Regions from separate parts of the Mus musculus genome. Here regions 1 and 2 are each linked to region 3. The links are chromatin contacts, called in public HiChIP or PLAC-seq and promoter capture Hi-C maps. All regions are on one chromosome and are shown on one strand. The core of a region is the stretch at or near the end of the contact, and the rest is flanking DNA. Distances in the headings are between cores, read along the strand shown.

Region 1 (4,192 bases), core at 107-2,606, 1.0 Mb after region 3:
CTGCCCGGCTGACGGACTAGCTTAATAATCTTCAACCAGATGTTTTCTTTCCTTATCTTTCTTGTGTCCATTATCAATCATGTGAGCCAAACATTCTTTTTTTCTTATAAAATTTCTCAACTAAAATTACTCACTCCTTCTTTAGATTCTTTCCCAAATGCCACACTGGTCATGTGTGAGGCTTGGGCAAACAATCAGCAGGGAGAGGTAGGGAAGGAAACAGAAGAATGTCCGTGTTGTGGAAGTCAGGTGACTACATTTCAAGAAAGGGGGGAACGAACCAGGGAGATGCTTCAGCAGATAAAAGCACTTTCTGCCAAGTCAGGCCCCGCGTGATAAAGGAAAGAACCAACTTCAGCACATTGTCCTCTGACCGCCACGTGCCTGCTGTGGCACATGCGCACTCTGTCTGGAAAAAGAATAAATAATAATAAAAATTATTTTTTTAAGAACTACATAGCATAGACAGCAAAATTAAATCTAAAAAGATAGGCACGAGTATGACTGAACAACAGTATCAAATTTGGTGAGATCCAACAATCTAAGGATAAGAGGCTGTCCCAGCCTTTACCTAGAAGAATGTTGTATTGGCTGGGACAATGTGTGCCAACTTCTAACACATGCTAGAATGATCACAGAAGAAGGAGCATCCGTTGAGGAAATGTAGCCCTGAAATCCAGCTATAAGGCGTTTTCCTTTCTCTTTCTCCTTCTTTTCTTTTCATTTTTTTTTGGTTTTTCAAGACAGGCATTTTCTCAGTTAGTGGTCCATGGGGGCGGGCCCAGCCTACTTGCGGGTGGAAGGCTGAGCGAGCAAGTCGCTACTACGTAGTACTTCTTCTCTCCATGGCCTCTGCTTCTGCTCCTGCCCTGTTTGAGTTCTTGTCCTGACTTCCTTTGATGGACAAACAGTATTTTGGTCTTGTAAACCAAATAAATCCTGTCCTCACCAACTTGTTTTTTATTTATTTTTATTTTTGGGCGCGCGCGCGCGCGGAGGGGGGGGGGTTCATGGAGTTTTGTCGCAGCAGTAGTAACCCTAAGTGAGCTCAGTCTTATTATCTGTCTGCGGGTGACCCACTGGTCTTTCAAAAAGTGTGGGTGTACGCAAAATGGAGAGAGGAGAACTTCTGGAGCCGTTCTGCTCCACGTCGTCGTGTTCAAAAGTATCCGGAAGCAGTCGGTGGCCAGCCAGCCAGGCCAGGCGCCAGCCGGGCGGGGGTAAAGGCAGGCTGGGAGGGGCGTCAGAGCCTGGGGGTGGGCGGGTGGGTGCTGTGGCGTGTGGAAAGGTCGGCTCCTCCCACCGTGACGTGATGCCCAAGACCAGACTAAAGAGCCTGCCCGGAAGATCACCTGCTCTTTGGGTTCTAGAAGGCAGAAGACATCCTTGTCCGCTCGCCTGCTACCTCTGAGGAAACTCGGGGCTCTACTCAAAGTGCTGAGGTAGGTGGTCCACCTTGGAGATAGGTCTCGGGGAGAAGGGGGACACTGGTGAGGGAAGGGCAGAGGCTTCCAGGATTAGTTGAGGTAGGGGGGATAATATCCTGGAACCAGTGAGCGTAAATCTCAAGCCGGTCCGCCCTGGTCTGGGCTTTCCTTCCCGCCCTTTTTTTGCCTTCCTTTCCCTTGGCGCCCACCATTTTGAGACCAGATCTTTGGTAGTCCAAGCTGGAGGGAAAAAGCATTGACGTTGGGATGGATTGGAGCTTCGGTGGCCCTGAGCACTGGGATTGCAGGCGTGAGTTTACGGGACTGGTCTGCGGGACTGGTCTGCGCCATGCGATGGCTTTGGGGCCTGTTAGGCAAGCACCCTACCAAGTGGGCTACACCCCTGTCCCATGCTTCTCTAGCTCTGCTTCCACTCCAGATTCAGCCATCTTGGAACTACCCCAAAAGACTCCGTCAGGAAAGCCATAACGCTTAGCGGCTCATTCTGCTGAATCTAGCCCTGGATTCTTAATTCTTTCAAATTATTTCATTCCTCCGCTTCCCACAACCTGTTAATCTCTGCGGTAACTTCGAACCTAGGACCTGAAGCCCAGCTCTTGATCCAATACCCTTCCTCTCCCGTCCTGTGTATTTTCTGTGTATCTTGGATGTCTAGAGGTCTAGGTTGGAGTCATGTGGGGACCTTTCTGCAGAAGAATGGAGGCCTGTAAAGAGCCTGGTTTATCCATCTCACTTGTCCTTAGCTTAGAAGTCAGTATCTTTCAAACACGGGAAAGAATTTGAATTCTGGAAGTTCTGGGCGTCTTCCCTCAAGATGGCTCAGGAAGGCAAGCACGTGCGTGATGGAGCTCCCCTGCCCCCCTCCCTCGCTCCCCCCTCCCTCGCTCCCCCTCCCCTCCCCCCTCCCTCGCTCCCCCTCCCCTCCCCCCTCCCTCCCCCCTCCCTCCCTCTTCCTCCTCCCTCTCTCTCTCCCTCACTTTCCCCTCCCCCTTCACCTCCCGCCTCTCTCTTAAACACACACACACACACACACACACACACACACACACACACACACCACCCCAGAAAAAAGTGAGTGAATTGTGTGGCCGTCATACCAAGACTTGGGATCCTTCGCTTCACAAACATTCAAGTAAGTGGTGGACCTAGCTATCCTCAAAGCTTTTATCTCCTAACTCCTAGTTAGTTCTTCTTCAGGAGAAAGAAAATCTGTATTGTTTTTCTCATTTGCTAAGGAAGTAGGCTCATACCATTGAAGTATAATGTGGAAGAAAAGGAGAAAGTGGAGCTCTCTGGTAACGGCCTAAGAGAGCTCTTAGGGGTGACTACTAAAATGGACCCCAGCAGGCCCCTTGGAATCCTGGTCTGTGGGAGGAGGGGCCCACTACCTGGAGGTCTCTCTGATTGGGCCCTGCTCTTCTCTGCTTTTCCCTGTGTGCACCCTAGCCATGACCCAGGATCCCTCTGCATGTGGGGCCTCCCACTGTCTCTTCCAGGGACCAGGAGGGAGGAACTGATCTTGTCGGAGCAGCTGGCCACGCCTTTATCTAGGCTGGTTTGCCTGCGGCCTCCCAACTATGACCGATTCCACGCCAGACCTCCTTCATCTCTGACCTAGTAACTTGCAGGGGCCTCCGACCCAATCCCCGCCTGGTCAGGCCTTCATTTTTCACCCTCAAGTTCCGGGGTTCAGAAAGTGTGTTTGTCTGACTGTTATGGCCTAGTCCTATAATCTCAGCCTCTGGAGAGGCCGAGGCAGGATTGTAAATTCCGGGCCTGAACTACAGACCCACGTGGACATAATGAGACCCTGTTTCAAAAGCAAATATAAAAACATGTGAATGTAGTCCAGAGGTAGAATGCTTGCTTGTTTAACGTAGGCATGGCCCCAGGTTCTATCACGAGTAAGGTTGGGGTTAGTGAATGCCGAGGAGCGCGCCATTTTCTGGGAGTAGACCAACCGGTTGAGAAAGCACTTGGAATGTGAGGGGAGGGGACAGGAATTACACAAGCGCTTCTTTCTGTGTAGGCCGGGCTGCCTCCCAGCTCAAGATCCCTGTGCCTCAACCTCTCAAGGGCAAAAATAATTGGTGGATGCTACCACACATGGGTTTCACAAAGTGATTTTTGAGCCACCACTGGGTTAGAATTACTGAAAGGTTTTGACCATGTAGGTGGTTGGATTTTACTTTCAAAATCTTCAGGTCTGAGATGGGGCCAACAGGAATGGGTTTCTACCGAGTCCTCAGTGCTGCTGACCATGAAGTTGGTTAGAGATCGTCTTTTTAACTACATCTTTTCTAGTATCTGGATAAAGCTGGATCAAAAGCTAGAGTCGGTTCTCAGATAAAAAGAAAAGTGGCGGGCTGGTGAGATGGCTCAGTGGGTAAGAGCACCCGACTGCTCTTCCGAAGGTCCAGAGTTCAAATCCCAGCAAGCACATGGTGGCTCACAACCATCCGTAATGAGATCTGACTCCCTCTTCTGGTGTGTCTGAAGACAGTACTTACATATAATAAATAAATAAATCTTTAAAAAAAGAAAAGTGGGGCAAGGCATGAAGGTTGTGGAAGTTCTAAAGGTAGTTAACTAATGGGCAGATAGTTGAGCTTGGTGATAAAAACGCCAGACATTTCTACAAGCGATGATGGCCGGGGAGGGAAGTGTCCAGCAGAGAAAGATCTGAACAGAGGTGGCCAAAGACCCAAAGATAATACACACCATCTGAAAAGAAAAATCCTGAC
Region 2 (4,720 bases), core at 1,922-4,421, 1.2 Mb after region 3:
CTGCTGATGGGAGTTTAAAATCACCAAACTACAATTAAAGGTGAACACAATTCTTGGCACTATAATCAACTAGCCAGCCATAAGAACCATGACCAAAAGTATTAACAGTGATCCACTAGCTGGGACTAACTCAGATATCCTCATAATAGAGAAGTGATTAATTTTAAAACTGCCAAGTATGTATAGCAATTAAAATGAACTTCAAAGTATTATAAATGATGAAGCACAGAAGAATAAATAGGTCATGATCTTACTTTTTAAAACTAAATATTGAAAAAACTAAATTAAGGTATAACATTAAAGATAGTGATTATATTTCACTATCTTTGAGGAAGAGGGAGTGGTTATAAATTTTTTGAGGTTCTCGCCATTCCCATTTCTGGACTTAAATTGTATATATTACAAGAACGTTTCACTTTGCCATGACGCTTGTTTTCTTTTTTAAATTTATGTTATAAACAAACACACATAAATATGCAAATGCATTAACCAGTTGCTTCTGTAAATGTTGGAGACATTGGCAGTATCATGCAATACTCAAGTTTATTAACATACCATTTTCTTTTAATAAAAGTCAAATCTACAAAGGAAATCCTCCTGTACCCTGAAGACATGAAGACATATTCTTAATGGACTTTTGAAAATGTTAAAGATTTACTTTATGTGTTATGAGTTTGAAGCTAACCTAGGCTATTGAGAGAATCTAAGGCCAGGTCTTCTCAAAACAAAATAAACATACAAAAACCAAAAAAAACAAAAACCAAATTAATCCAGTGAGAAGAAATTAAGATCCACTTTAGTCAATGTAGAAGGCTGGGTATGGTGGCACACGCCTTTAATCTCAACATTCTTGAGGCAGAAGGAGCAGTGTTCAAGGCCAGTGTAGTCTAAAAATCTAGTTCCAGAACACTCGGAACTGTTAAACAGAGAAACAATGCTTGAAAAAAACAAATGAACAATCAATCAATCAATCAGTAGAGAGTATGAGAGGCAAATGGAAGGATGGAGAGTCATCTTTATCTCAACAGTGGTAGGTGGTATGGCTAGTGGGACAACCCCCATCTTTAACTAGCATACAAGTTCTAGTAACAGAAAAAGCTCACAGATTCCTAACACTCATTCTTAGCTCTTCATACAAACCTTAAAATTCCATGCTTCCATTTCCTGACCTTTCAAGCCCTTGAGCTCTGATGCTTCTATGTGGGAATCTCTTCTTCCATTCTCCCTTGTGTTTTACTGACTTACAATTCAGTTTTCAATTAAAATAAATTCTCTTACTTGGGCTTGCTCAGATTTGGGACTCAATTTTTATTTAAGAATTACAGTTGCTTTATTCTTCTAAAACTCATCTTCTAAAATTCAGGTGTCTCTCCACCAAGCAAAACTCATTTACGATGATCACTCAGATTGTGATCTATCCATCTTTATAGAGTGAGGGAGGTTTTTCCTACTCATTTGCTTAAGAAATAATGCTATTGTAATGTCAACACACACACACATGGAACGTATACATATGTATGCATATATCCCACAACACTATAAATAGTGTGTATGGGGGTGGGGGAGCAGAGCATTTAACATGTATTAACCATAGGCACAGAGAAGCTAAGAATTTTGACCAAGATCAAACTTGTAAAATGTGAGAGCTAGGCAATATATGTACAGAAACAAATCTAAAGAGTATGTCCTTACTTCTGGTCTCAATGTAGAGTTCAGCATGTTTCCCCAACCTTCTCTGTAGCTCAAGAAAATACCTGAGTTTCTCTCTTTCTCTTTCAAATCTCTCAGCCTTCAATCTCTACATCTTCCTTAGGTCCTATAGGTATCCTTCTTACCTATGATTACAACTGCAGCTAACGAACTGTACTCCTCTATAAACCTCTATGTAGTGTTCAAGGCAACTGTCTTGTTTTTAAACAAAGCATTACTACCAATTCCTCAATGTTGCCAATAATTTGGACACCTAAACCTTTCTTATCAGTAAACACATAGTGGTATGTCAAGATTCTGTCCAAATGGCATCTCCTCTGGAAGTAGTTTAATAACCGCATAATAGTCAATATTTGTTTAGCTCCATGTTAGTAGATGCTATTTCAATGTTTGCTCAATAATTCCATCAACTACTTGGAATCTGATGCAAACGAGTCGGCAGTTGCTGCTGCTTCAGTGTATTTTTGGTATTTATGTATCTCCTTCTGCCAGCTACATGCTTGGAGAACAAGAATCTCCTTACATCAGCTACATGTATAGCACCTGGCACGTAATGAAACATAGGTCAACATCTTTTAAACTAACGACCTGAGCAATGCCTGGAGGTCCTAACCTGCAGGCTTGGAAACTCTTCCTGGCCATCAGCCCTCCAGTTTCTTCGAGCACAACAGACGCATTGCATTACAAATCTATTTCGTGCCTGGCCGACTCCAGTGCACGCTCAAGGAATATTCTACAAGTATTTACTAGCGTCTCAGCTTCGTTAAGTACATACATAGCCTCATGTACATCACCAAGCATTTTGTGCAGAGCACTTCTTTTTAAGTTTTTAACATTTTTCACGCTGGGACCCGACCAGCATTCACAACACATTAGTAGGTCAACGATAGCGACACTGCACCTTACAGATGAATTTTCCATCAGGGAACAGAGCGCGCTTACTTTGGTCTCTCAGTAAGTCGATTTCTGTGGCCATTTCGATATTTTAGTTTGGAGTTTTCATCACGTTTATCGATTCCTCGCAGGGGGGAAAGAAGGTATTTCTCAAACAAGCAAGCAATCGAACAACAACAAAAAAGCAGCCTCCCGCTGTGAGGGCAAACAAAAAGCTAAGGGGTCGCAGGGGCAGCCGAGCCCTGGCGCGGAGACATCAGCATCCCACTCACGCGGCGGCGCAGCCCGGCCCGCCGCTCCGCGGAACCCAGGCGACGCGCCTCAGACTCCGTTCCGCGCTCGGCCGGACCCGGCCGGACGAGAAGGGCCGCGGAGCCGCGCGCGGCCGGAGGGCGCCGAGTTCCCGTCAGACCGCGCGGGAGGATGACCCTGCGACGCGCCTGGCTGGGCGGCAGCGTCCCCGCCGGCTGAGGGGCGACGCCAGGGCCGCGGGAAAGCAGGAGCGGCCGCGGAGTCCACTCGGCCCGCCCTGCGACTTTGAAAGCGGTGCCCCAGACCGTTCCTTGGAGACGGTGACGCCGCGTCCGTCATCACGCGTGCGTCGGTAGGCGTCATTGCGCCGTCTCAGGCGCAGGCAGGTGATTGGCTATCTGTCAGGCGGTGGGCGGGTCCCTGAGGCCGCGTTGGGGGCTGAGTGGGTTGCTTGGCGCCTTCCGCAGTGGCGCAGCGAGTGTCTGTCTGAGGTAGTGTGGCGCATTTTTAATTTAATTAATTTTTTTTTTTTTGTATGGAAACTGTGATAGGAGCAGGCACTAACTAGGTAGGGATTTTCATTGCCCACCCCCGAGTCTTGGTTTTGCAGACACTAAGCGTCTGTGGGAGTCTGTGCAGAGAGGTCTGTGAGTCCTCGGGCTGAGGTGACTCAAGGTCCCCTCACCCCGCCCCCCAGTTTAGAGCTGTCGCTCCTAGGTCTGAAACTGGTTCTTGTGCCTAGAAAAGAGAACTATTGTCCAATATTTAACCCTGTGGCTTCAAGAAGGCACCTGGTCAGGATCCAGGATAGCCTGCAAATCTAGCAGGTATTTCAGAGATGTTTCTTCGGATTTAAGGAAAGATAAAATTCTGCAAAAATAAAATGAAATTTGTACTGGGGCATAAACTACCGTTCACAGTTTTACGAAGTGATATTATGAGTATTTGAGCTGTAAAGCTTGAAACATAAAACATACACAAAATATTGGGGGCAAAAGACATTAGCGATAAAAAAATGCTCACTTGAAGTTTATCATTGGCTTTTGAGGCTTTTAATTGATTATATTTTTATGCATTGAAATACAGTTTCTTTAAATATGCTCAGGGCCTGAGATAGCTTGGTTATGAAGTGCTTGCCTGGAATTCCCCAGCACCCACATAAAAAGCCAAGCAAATCCCCTTTAATTTAAAGATTAAATGGCCTTTAATAGTAGTGCTTGAGAGGAGCAGACAGGATGAGGGAAAAGGGTGCTCTCTATCCAGCAGCCTAGACAAATTTGAAAGTGACTCCAGAGTCAGTAAGTCATTGTCGCAAAAAGTAAAATCAGGCATGTTAATAAGATTTTTTTTTCCTGTTTGATAATATCTGGTGAAAATAAAGGTAGGTTAAAAAAGGTGAACAGCCTTTGAGAATGACATCCCACTGATACTCTGCCTCAAGCTCAGTCCATACACAGCTATAGACGTACTCCCCCACGTGGACACACACAAAAACAAAACAAAAGGCATGTATGCCCTGGATGAAGTTTGGCTTTTTGTTTAACCGTTGAAGACGTTTAGTAATCTTGTACTCATAAAACAGTATCAACAGTGTTACCCTCATTCCTCTAAAAAGAGTCGCTGCTAAATATGTATGTGTTGGCACTAGCCATGCAAAGGGTTAGTTTAGCTTTGAATCAGTGAAAATTCAACCCGGTCTGGTTTTTAGTGGCCATAAACGTAACAAAAAAAAAAAAAACACACTGATTGTGCAAGCTCCATTTCTTTTTTAGGTTCACTATAGGGTACTTTCTGAGGAACATTTTTTATTGACTCAAAAAGATTTTCCTACATTTGGTAGGAATATATTAGGGTGAAGAAAGCC
Region 3 (4,395 bases), core at 1,461-3,960:
AAGAACTCTACCAACTGAAGGGCATCCCCCTGCTGAACTCCGACAAACATTGTAAAGGCTAAACCGAACATGGGCTCTATGCTCTCGTGAAGCCACATTGGGGGTTGATGAGCATAGTGTAAAGTTAATAGATGTGCATAGAAATAAGTTATAGACTATTGCTTGTGGGAAGAACACTGGACATTTTGCTATTGAAAATGTCTTTTACAGGGCTGGAGAGATGGTAGTTGAGAGTGTTTGCTGCCCTTCTAGAGGACCTGGATTAGATCAAGTCCCAGAACCTACATGGAAGCTCACAACTGTCTGGAACTCACATTCTAGGGGGTCTGCAGCCCTCTTCTGGCCTCTAAGAACACCAGGAATGCACAGAGTACAGAGATATACCTGCAGGCAAAAACTTATATACATAAGATAAAATATTTTAAAATCTTTTACTTTTTAAATATCTAATAGGTTGCTTTAAAAGTGAAGAAATGCAACCAAGCACAGCAGTGTACATCTTTACTTCCAAGCACTTGGGAAGCAGAGGCAGGACAATCTCTGTGAATATAAAGCCAGCCTGGGGGCGGGGTGGTGGTGGTGGTGGTGGTGAGATGGCTCAGCAGATACGAGCTACTCTTCCAAAGATCCTGAGTTCAATTCCCAGCACTCACATGGTGCCTCACAACCATCTGTAATGGAATCTGATTCCCTCTTCTAGTGTATATGAAAACAGAGCAATTCTAAACATAAAATAAATAAATAAATCGAGAGAGAGAGAGAGAGAGAGAGAGAGAGAGAGAGAGAGCTACCCAGCTATCCTGGTCTAAAGTTCCAGGCCACCCAGGGCTACACAATGAAACCCTGTCCCAAGCAAATCATTAAACAAGCAAGCAAACAAACAAATGGCTAACTTATCAAAAAGGTGCCTTAAAGCCCTTTTATTTGGAAATAAAATCTTGGCTAAATGTTATTGTTTGAGATAACAGAAGTAAAAGGTATACACATTTTATCAAAATTTAACGTAACTATTATGGAAAGTCCCCTTATTACAGTGACACCCCCCCCCCCCCCCCGTCTGACAGTAGGCTATAAGGCACTTGTCATCTCAGAGGGGTCATGCCTCATCCCCAGGAGAAAGAAATGCAAAAGAATAGATACACACAGGCATTATTGAGTCTTCCCACTCAGCCTGTTAGCAGTCTGGCCTATGTGACTCCGTTTCTAAAAGGTTCAGAGAGCCTCCAGATCTATGAGTACATGGAGGGACTTGGAGAGAGACCACTGACAAAAGCCACTGAGACACCATCCCTTCTCCCATACCTCCCCTGTGAATCTTTTGGTCTATATTCTTTGTAATGATGTACAGTAAAAGGGTAACTATAAGAATTTTCCTGAATCTGTAAGCTGCTCAAATAGATTAGTCAAGCGCAAGGAGAGAGCTATGGAAACCTCATTTTGCAGGCAGTGGACAAGTAAAAACAAGCTGGGTCTCCTGACTGCCATCTTAAAGCGCAGGGCAGTAAAGAGGAGCAGTCTTGGGGAGTGATCCTCAACATGTAGGGTTTGAGCTTCAAAATTTCTGGATTAGGGTTCACTGGCTTTCATAGACTCTGCTGATGTTCACTGGATTAGGTTGATGCTGTTGATGTCCACTGCTTGCTTGCTTCTGGGAAGAAGTCTCCATACCTTTTGAGGTCACAGGCATTTCTTTGGTGATTTTTTTCCTAGACACAGAGTGATATTATGTGCATCATTTAGGCACTGTAACCTACTGTTGATAGTCCTACTTAAATACAGTCAGTGTGGTGTGATGCTTTGGTGGCTTGTCTTCTAACTAGTCAGCGACTATAAGTGACTAACAGGTGCGTTACATAGACAATGTACATACACCCAACAAAAGGAAGTTTACTACCAAGTGGGATGGAGCAAGACTGTGAGATTTCCCCACATAACCCAGAGTGATGCACAATCTAGAACTCGTTCCATTCTGGAACTTATCACCTAATACTTTCACACTTTGTCTGATCTTGGAAGATGAAACCACAGAAAAGGGGACCTGGAGAATTGACTCCTGAGGAGAAAATGTAGCGTGTTGTAATTAATGCTTAAAGTTCATTTCTTGGTTGGCTTTGTTGCCTGCTAGCTGTATACTCATTCTTAATTCATTAAGCCCTGTTTTTAAATTTAATTACAGAAAAATATTTACTTCATTGTATGCAAATATTTAGAATGGCTATGAATAGAGACAGAATGTAATTGAGTCAGCAATGGATGACACAAAGATAGCGATTATGTACCTAAACATAGTTGATGTAACTATTCACAAATCACAAATAAATTAAAAAAAAAAAGAATTGAGAGATTTGCATTAGCACCTAGAGGTGCATGGAAGAGGGTCTTTACCTCTAAGGTACTGTTTATCAAAATAAGACAAACAAAAACCGCCCCAAAACTAGCCAAACGGAATCTTTTGGATCACAATTTTAAAACATAATAGAAAAAAGAAAACAAGACAGTGTGCAAACTGTCAATATGAAAAGAAAAAAAGGAAAAGGGAAAAACGAGTCTCAGCCTGGCTCGTCGCGTGGAAGAGCGTGGGGAAATGCCAAACAGCAAAGAAGTTTGCACAGCCCCCCCCCCCCCAAAAATGCTCAGCGTCTGTACCGGGAAGCTTCCCCGTCTCCCAGGCAACCGGCGCCTCAGCCAATCGCAACTGAGTATCGGGGTCACGTGGCCCGACCTGGCAAAATGGCGGCGCTGCTGGAGGCGCGGCTGGCGGGCTCTGGCGTCTGAGCTTCTGCCCCGGAGCTCTCGCGACCCAGAGGATGGCGGGCCTTGCGAGGGGAGACTCGCGTGGGCGCCCGCCCGAGCTCCCTGGAGACCTGTCCTCACAGGAAGAGGAAGAGGAGGAAGGCGACTCCGACGCCGGGGCCAGCAGCTTGGGCTCCTACTCCTCAGCCAGCAGTGACACGTAAGGCTCCTGGAGACTGCGGGTCCCCTGCCCTTGCTCGCACGCACGGGGAGCGGGGAGCAGTTCGCTGGCGGGCTTGCTCCGGTTTCTGGATAAGGGGTGGGGGTGGGGGTGGGGGTCCCTGCCTCTGGTGGGTTCTGTGTCTGTGAAGGATCATTGTTGTGCTCTGTAGCACTGCCTTCTTACCTCACTGTGTCTTAGAGCATTCTTTAACATTTATTTTTATTATTTTTTTATTACATGTACCTGTGTGTCTTTGTGTGGGTATCTGCACATAAGTGCAGGTGCCCACAGAGGCCAGAAGAGGGCATTGAATCCCTGGAACTAGTGTTTTCCCGGGTTGTGAGCAAGCATGTTGGTGCTTGGAACTGAACTCCAGTCTTCTCCAAGAGCAGCAAACACACCTAACTTATGAAGTCCCTCTGCACCCTCAGACTCCTGAGTATTTGCTGGGGAGAGACACCGTACACACACTTTGTGAGGCAACTATTTAATATTAGGGAGGTGTTTTTTTCCTCTTGTGGAAATGATAGCATAAAGAGGAGCCTCACTATCAAGACATTCTCTCTGGCTTTAGGATAGTCAGGCTGTATTTTTCTGTTCAACCCCAGGGTTTCTTTTATTTCAAGTCAGAATTCTTGGTAATATCATAAGTAAGTTATTTTGAGTCACAGTATTTCAATTCTTAAGGAATCTATCCCTGTTGCTATGGATTAAGGACTTCTTGGAATAACTACTGATAACTTAGAATGATTATTAGTGAAAGGATTCAGGTCACTGTGTGCCCAAAGGCTGTCCATACTTTTAGGGGAACATCCTATGTGCAGTTGGAACTAGCAGTTATGAATAACTGATCATCTTCAATCAACAGTATGTAACACATTCTTTTTTGTCACTAAAAGTAAGGGGAAAACCTGCTCAAATCCACTCTAGAAGCTTACTACAGAGAGATTGTAGTCTTAAAACTTCACACAGATGTAAAAATATCAACTTTGTAAGCTGTTGTTGTCATCTTAAAAAATGATTTAAAACTTTGTGGTTGGTTGCTGTGGTAAGAAATTATGACCAAAGGCAACTTAGACCCCAGGTCAGGGTCCGTTATGAGTGAAGGGCTTCAAGGCAGGACCTTGAAGCAGGCCTGGGTTGCCATTCTACATAGCAGTACCTCCAATCTGAGAACTCCCTTCACGGCCAAAGCTGCAAGGCAGAAAGCATGGAGGGCACTGCTGGCTGGCAGGCGGGCGGGCAAGCTTATGCCTTGCATGCTTTCTTACCTAGTTTACGTGATTTCCCCACATCTTAGTCACACACTTTTATCCTAGAAATATTTGCACTGTTACCATGAACACAGAAACACTGACCTAACTCCTGAAGGGGCATCCAGCATACAGTGGGATTTTCTTGAGAACCTTGTAGGAAAAGTCGATGTCTTTATCAGTCAT

Evidence for each region. Promoter capture Hi-C pulls out the DNA fragments that hold promoters and counts their contacts. HiChIP or PLAC-seq counts read pairs in DNA pulled down with a chosen protein or histone mark.
Region 1: a contact with region 3 is called in an H3K4me3 HiChIP or PLAC-seq map of stem cell-derived neural progenitor cells, with 4 times the contacts expected there. The contact joins the promoter of Jade1 here to the promoter of Intu in region 3. A contact is called at or near these places in 1 of 39 promoter capture datasets (pre-B cells), 4 of 115 datasets of contacts at active chromatin or transcription factors (astrocytes, large pre-B cells, pro-B cells and 1 more) and 1 of 9 other capture datasets (liver).
Region 2: a contact with region 3 is called in a promoter capture Hi-C map of pre-B cells, with 6 times the contacts expected there. The contact joins the promoter of Sclt1 here to the promoter of Intu in region 3. A contact is called at or near these places in 6 of 39 promoter capture datasets (the 3T3-L1 cell line, 3T3-L1-derived adipocytes, liver and 1 more), 1 of 484 Hi-C or Micro-C datasets (LSK cells) and 2 of 9 other capture datasets (liver and macrophages).

What each region holds. Positions count from the first base shown.
Region 1 is chr3:41,554,378-41,558,569 of GRCm38.p6, forward strand. It overlaps Jade1 (jade family PHD finger 1), which reads left to right and starts at 1,357. Exons shown (of 11, transcript NM_001130184.1): 1 at 1,357-1,442.
Region 2 is chr3:41,739,343-41,744,062 of GRCm38.p6, forward strand. It overlaps Sclt1 (sodium channel and clathrin linker 1), which reads right to left and starts at 3,172. Exons shown (of 21, transcript NM_001081411.1): 1 at 2,653-3,172. The coding sequence starts at 2,686. D3Ertd751e (DNA segment, Chr 3, ERATO Doi 751, expressed) reads left to right here and starts at 3,276. Exons shown (of 6, transcript NM_001099785.1): 1 at 3,276-3,347.
Region 3 is chr3:40,538,057-40,542,451 of GRCm38.p6, forward strand. It overlaps Intu (inturned planar cell polarity protein), which reads left to right and starts at 2,711. Exons shown (of 16, transcript NM_175515.5): 1 at 2,711-2,953. The coding sequence starts at 2,808.